Linked DNA regions of Mus musculus: region 2 is linked to region 1. Evidence: chromatin contacts called from public Hi-C data. All regions are on one chromosome and are shown on one strand. The core of a region is the stretch at or near the end of the contact, and the rest is flanking DNA. Distances in the headings are between cores, read along the strand shown.

Evidence for each region. Hi-C and Micro-C count contacts between places; a contact is called where the count stands out from the background.
Region 2: a contact with region 1 is called in a Hi-C map of neural stem cells, with 4 times the contacts expected there. The contact joins two enhancer-like sites. A contact is called at or near these places in 1 of 39 promoter capture datasets (hippocampal neurons), 1 of 15 datasets of contacts at CTCF or cohesin (large pre-B cells), 23 of 484 Hi-C or Micro-C datasets (B cells, the C2C12 cell line, the N1E-115 cell line and 15 more), 1 of 115 datasets of contacts at active chromatin or transcription factors (astrocytes) and 1 of 9 other capture datasets (embryonic stem cells).

What each region holds. Positions count from the first base shown.
Region 1 is chr1:193,697,655-193,700,552 of GRCm38.p6, reverse strand. The region is part of intron 2 of Gm31870 (a long non-coding RNA gene); the gene reads right to left. Among named protein-coding and RNA genes, the nearest start is that of Gm31870, 44 kb to the right of the region's middle. Within about 2 kb of position 1,477, at least 70 of the 459 cell types and tissues checked have an H3K27ac peak or open chromatin away from gene starts, as enhancers often do. A contact at or near this core is called in neural stem cells, where this site is marked.
Region 2 is chr1:194,960,925-194,963,822 of GRCm38.p6, reverse strand. Cd34 (CD34 antigen) reads right to left here. Exons shown (of 8, transcript NM_133654.3): 8 at 2,531-2,898. All of the region lies in intron 2 of Gm16897 (predicted gene, 16897), which reads left to right. Among named protein-coding and RNA genes, the nearest start is that of Gm16897, 15 kb to the left of the region's middle. Within about 2 kb of position 1,467, at least 34 of the 459 cell types and tissues checked have an H3K27ac peak or open chromatin away from gene starts, as enhancers often do. A contact at or near this core is called in neural stem cells, where this site is marked.

The DNA.
Region 1 (2,898 bases), core at 228-2,727:
ACATTCTACTGAGGCCATGGGGTTGGACAATACTGGAATCTTCTCGGATCAGATTTGTTAGAGGGATGTTTTTAACATGGCTACTTCCCTGCAGCCTGCACATAAATGGCCAGCACCCATCAGGCACCATATGGTAGAGAGTAGGCAGTCCTGTGCATGGCTCCTCCTCCCTGGCCCCAATTCATGATGGTAGGGAGATGTTTACAGCTCTGAGGACACAAGAACATGTTGTAATGCCATGTGGTCCTTAGAGAAAGGCAAGCGTCTGCATGGTATTCATCAGAGCATCTAATAACTTCAATGTCAGAAAGTGTTTTCTGGTGTCTGACCCGCTATAGTCTAAACTCCCTTTAGAGAACATGAAGTATTCTTGTGATCACAGATCCAAAGACAGCTACTAACTGTTCCTAAAATGCATCCCCTTTAATCAAGCTCTGAAGAAAAGACAGCTTTGTAGCAACTACTCTGGTGGTTCTAAAGAGTCTGAAACCAAGTTTATGTGAATAGGAGTTTGATACTCAGAATCCAGGAAGATAAGTAAGAAGAGAGCAAACCCATATTGGCATCAGAGCTCAGGGACAGTGAGCTGACTGCTTCTGAACTCTCAGCCCTGGGCACAGCAGCAGCAGATCACACATCCTCCCTGCTCTAGTCCCACTGTGCTAGATAGAGGGCTTGGGCTGGCCTGAGCCTCCAGCTGCCCTTATTTCTTTAGGTTGAAAATAGAATCCACAGTAGAACTGCTATCCACAGACCTGCCTGCCTTCCATTAGGGCTGTGAGGGGCTGTGGGAGAATAGCCATATTACAACACCCTGCTCCTCCCACTCAGTTACTTTACACTGGTTGGTGAATTAGTGTCTGACCCATGATGGTTCCAGAACTATAGCGCCTAGAAATGGGACCCTAGAGCTCACTCAGTGCCTTGGATGAAATCCAGGGCTGTGCTTGGCTCTGAGGAAACTTGGGCCCCAAAGCACATTGCCCTCCAGAAAGGATGGACAACATGAATATGTGGCATATACCAGAGCACCTTAAGTGCTAAATACAGAAAGGGAAAAACAAACACCCCAGGAATTCGATAGCAGGCCTAGAACCGGCAATGGCAGCTCAAACAGGGGTGTCAGCTACAAGTGTTAAAGACCCATGTGGAAAAAGAATGGTCCTAGATGCCTGTGAGGGGCTAGAATGGCACAAGGATAGCATGTTGTTGGGACTATGGTTTTGCTGTGGACCCATACAGGTCAAGGAAGCACAAGCCTCAACACACACCACCACCACCACCACCACCACCACCACCACCACCACCACCACCACACACAAATACATACAGACACACAGACACACACACAGTCACATGCACATGCACACATCGCCTGCAAACTCTACCTCCCAGACAAGTTACAAGCAAAACACAGCCTTAGCTGGGTTCTGCTGTCTTTAAGTTTGAAGCCCAGCTGGTGAGCTCTGTGCGACCTCTTGCGATTGCTCCTGGAAGTGCAGTCCTTGGGAGCAGCTGGCCACCACATCCAAATGGACTGTGCGTAGTTAAGCTGTCAGGTCTAATGTATTTATTTGACTCTCTGCTGTTAAAATGATTCCTCTACAGCACTGCGGTTATTTACGACTATTGTCAGTACAAGACGATGAGAAGGCAGCAGAACAAAACAACAGGAGTGAAGAGAGGGTCTGCCTGCAAGACTGAGGGCCATCCTTGGGCCTCTGCTGGGTTTATTTACTCAGTCTCCAGTGTAGCTCATCCACAACAAAGAGCCACAGTCTTCATCCATCCCATAGGCAAATCATGAGCTACTGGCCCTGTGAGGACACTCCTGGCCACTGCATGTATCTACAGAGGACTCCTGGGTAGACCTTTAAGTGTGTCTCTTATTCAGTGCAGGTGAATTTGAAATAAGAGAGCCAGAGACACAGGTGGTGCATCTTTCTTTCTTTGTATGCTCCTGGTTCTCAAAAATGTTGTCTGGGGTGCAAGATCACATCAATTGAAAACGTGTTTAAAATATAAATTTCCTCCAGCACTAGACCTAACACATGCGAATTTCTGGAAGGAGAGAGCCCAGTGCTCGGTCTTCCAAGAGAGTCTGATGCTGCTCCTCTAGAGATTCAGGCTCCAGAGTATACCGTGAAGGAAAGGGTTTCCAGAGGGAATTCTGGTAGCCCCTGCCTTGGTGTTTGCTCCTTTTGGTTTTGACAGTCTCCTAGAAACCAACTATGTCCTAACCAACCCTGGCTGTCTTGGGAAAATGTCCTTTCTAATCTTCATGATCCTAGATCATGTGCACGCATATAGATGTGACCTGTGCATGACAGGGGGGGTGATAGGGAGGGGGCATCCTTGCACTGAGTGGCCATTGAGAAACAACGCAATGTCTGCCAGGGTGACAATGGTGGGCTTGGGGATTATCAAGAAAGGGCCAGATGGATTCAGACAGGGCGGGTTCTTAACCACCATGACCAGTATCAACAGACTCTGTTAATGTATCTTGTAACAACATCCTTTTCACATCTGCCTGCCCTGATAGAGTCTCAGCATCATATTGTATCTATGCATAGGATGGATCACTATCACTAGCTGTCAGAAGTCTTGCTTAGACAGAGCCTCTGTGGTTGATAACCCATAGTACAAGAAACTGAGCAGCATCTCAATGCCTCAGGCTTCTCATCTAAAAGGCAATCGCTTCCTCAATTTTCATATAAATTATCCTACTCACCCCTTAGTAGGAAGAACAGATCTGCCTAGATGATACCTAACAGATGAAGTGAAAGAACAGGGAGAAGTGAATGTGAACAGAGAGGCCAAGTCATAAACCAAAGGTCACACAGAGAGCAGGTGGTGGAATAGAGACAGGAGTCCTGATCACTTGAGGCCAGTGCTGAC
Region 2 (2,898 bases), core at 218-2,717, 1.3 Mb before region 1:
TGGTAAGCCATGCTCAGGGAAGACAAAGCAGACAGTCTTTTGCTTATTGAATACTAACGTCATATGTAAATCAATTTCATCAATTTGTTTGCCAGTGGTGTCTAAAATGGCTAGCCAAATTATGGAAGCTCCTACAAAAAGTTCTACAACGAGCTATGAAAAGAAATGTTCATTGCTGTCCTAGTTTTGTCTCTGTTGATACGATCAAACACTGACCAAACTCAACTTGGAGAGAAAAGAGGTTACCTGACTTATCAAGGCTAATTAGGGCAAGGACTCAAGACAGGAACCTGGAGGCAAAAACTGGAGTAGAGATTGTGGGAGAATGTTCCCCACTCCCCTGTTCTCAGGTTCATATCCTGCTATCTTTCTTATACTTCACAGAACTGCCTACAATGATCAACAATTCAGAAAAACCATATAGACATGCCTACATGCCAATCTTGTAAATAAAATCCCTCAAATAGTGTTCTGTTCCTTGGTAGCCATCATGGTTATCAGGTCAACTCTTAAAATATCACAGTGATTGTCTGCAGGCCTCAGTACTAAGGTTTCCATCTCTACCAAGGGGTCTTGGAACATATTGAAGAGGAAGCTTATCATAGTTCTGAATATTACCTGAAGATGTTTGTGTATTTTTACTAAGCTAAAATATTTTGCTGTCTTTCTCCTCTTCTAGAGCTCTTTGAAAGCCTGCTTTATCCTGCCTTTAGAGCAGCAGCCACACAATGCCCTTGATAAAGACTTGTTGAATGGCTAAATTGCAATAGAAAACCCTTGGGCTATGAGTAGGTTTATAAGGAAATGAGTAACATCCTATTGCAAAAATGTTGTTAGCCTATCCCTGAACTTATGCCTTGGCAAAGGGACATAAGTTTGATTTGTTTAGAAGAGATAAAAAGAGGGTAGTATACTTGTCCAGACTTGAAGGACACTGTCATATATCTGTTTATATGTAAATCTGGCAAGAGTCCATTTGCACAGTCATAATGAATGTAGAGCCTCAGATCTTCCCAGGATTTTTGTTCTAGGCTCAGGACCTGCTAGGCTTTTGAGTCCTGCACAGTATACAGTGGTGAAATGATGCAAAAATGTAGTTCTAAACTCACTCTGAAACATGCCACTGGCATCAAGATACCCAATTAAAAGAACCCAGAAGCCTCTGCAGAAGCACGGGAAGCAAAGATGAGAAGAAGCCTCATGCTCAGGGCATCCTTCCTAAATCTTTGGTGTGGGTTTGCTGTACACAAGGAGTGGAACTAAATGTATCGTTAAAGTCCTTTCCATTGTTACCCTGCTATGCGTGTGAGCATGTGCGTGTGTGTGTTAATAATGTGGTAAACAGGACTAGATTGTTAAGGGTAGGCTGACACAAGAAAGAAACCCAGCAAACACAAGATACCAGTACTGAGGCTGAACAGTGGGAGCCCAGCAGGGCCAGCAGGTGGTGCCATTGCTGCATCATGATTTTTAGGCCGGATGGGAAAGGATGTTTTAAGGAAGCAAATGAGGCCTTTAGAGTAAGCTTCTAAGCTATCATGGACACTACTCATCTATCCCCAGAACATACACGTACCTTTCCCCTAAGCCTTTACCCTCAAAAGCTCAGAGTAAAATGATCCTGAGGCCCAGGTGCTGTTTCTCCTCCCTCTAATGTTTCCAAAGACTCTATTCCCTGAACCTATTACTTCCAGACACCACTAACCAGGGCCAGACCCTTAACTGGTCATTCATTGTAAAACATGTTACCAAATGGAAGCTAACTAGACTTTTATGTTCAGTCACCATCTTGCCTTTCTCTGATCCCCCAAACAGTCACCACATTTTGGGCAAGGTCGAGCCTTGTCCCTTAGTTTCCCTAATCCTAGGGAGAAGTTTCCATTAGCAAAGTTAGACAAAAACTAGAAATAAATAGGTTGAAGATGTGTCTGATTTTGACAAGATAAGACTTAAGGAATACATTTTTGTTTAACCTCTGACTCCCTATGCACTTAGGGGTGTTTCTAGAGGCCTCTGAAAGTCCAGCATCGCCCCTTTCCACTTCTTGTGGCATGAGGGCAGATCACCTAGAATCTGGTGTGAGCAAGTGCTTATATGTGGCTGCTGTAATCTGGGATTGGTAGCCAGATACAGAATAGAGCTCACATAGTCCTGCCTGGTTGTGCTATGAGCTGGGTTAGAGGATGCTCAGATAATATGAATCCTTTACCCCCTCATTTGTATATTTTGCATGCAGCTGCTTATATGCCTATCTTCTCAGAAAGATGTTTCTGAATACCTAACATGCCTCACCCCTTTGAAAGAACATTTCAGCCTGCCCTTCTCCCTACTATGGAAAGCTTTCAACCTCTCTGCCTCTCAACATGGAAAGGAACTTTTCATAAAGTTACAAGTTCTGGGTGCCCTGGCTGGTACCTGTGTCCCTCTCCTATGGCAGTCTTCTCCTTGGTTGACTTCCCCCATACTGCCATACAATCTTCCCAAGCCTGATATGGAAACCAGTCGGTCAGTTAGCACAGTCAGCATTATAGGGCCACATCAAATATTTCATCATCAATTTAATTACATCATTTTCACTCATCACGTTTATTCAGAAGAGAATACACCCAATCCTCTCATCTCTGGAAAGTTTTGTTCCTAGCCATCATTAAAATCAGGACCCCTGTTCTCCCCTTAACCCCAGGAGAGGAAGCTTATAGTCTTTGTAGATATTCTGAACCTCTGATCACAAAGGGTTATAAAATAGTGAAGGGGTTTGGACTAGGAAAGGCACAGACTGAAAGGAATCTGCCAGGGGACTGAGGCCACAGCTCCCCCAGGAGTCAGAGGAAGGGGGAAGTCACGTAATTTAGAGAAGGCCAAGGGCCTCAGAGCAAGAGTATTCCTTTGAAGAGCTCA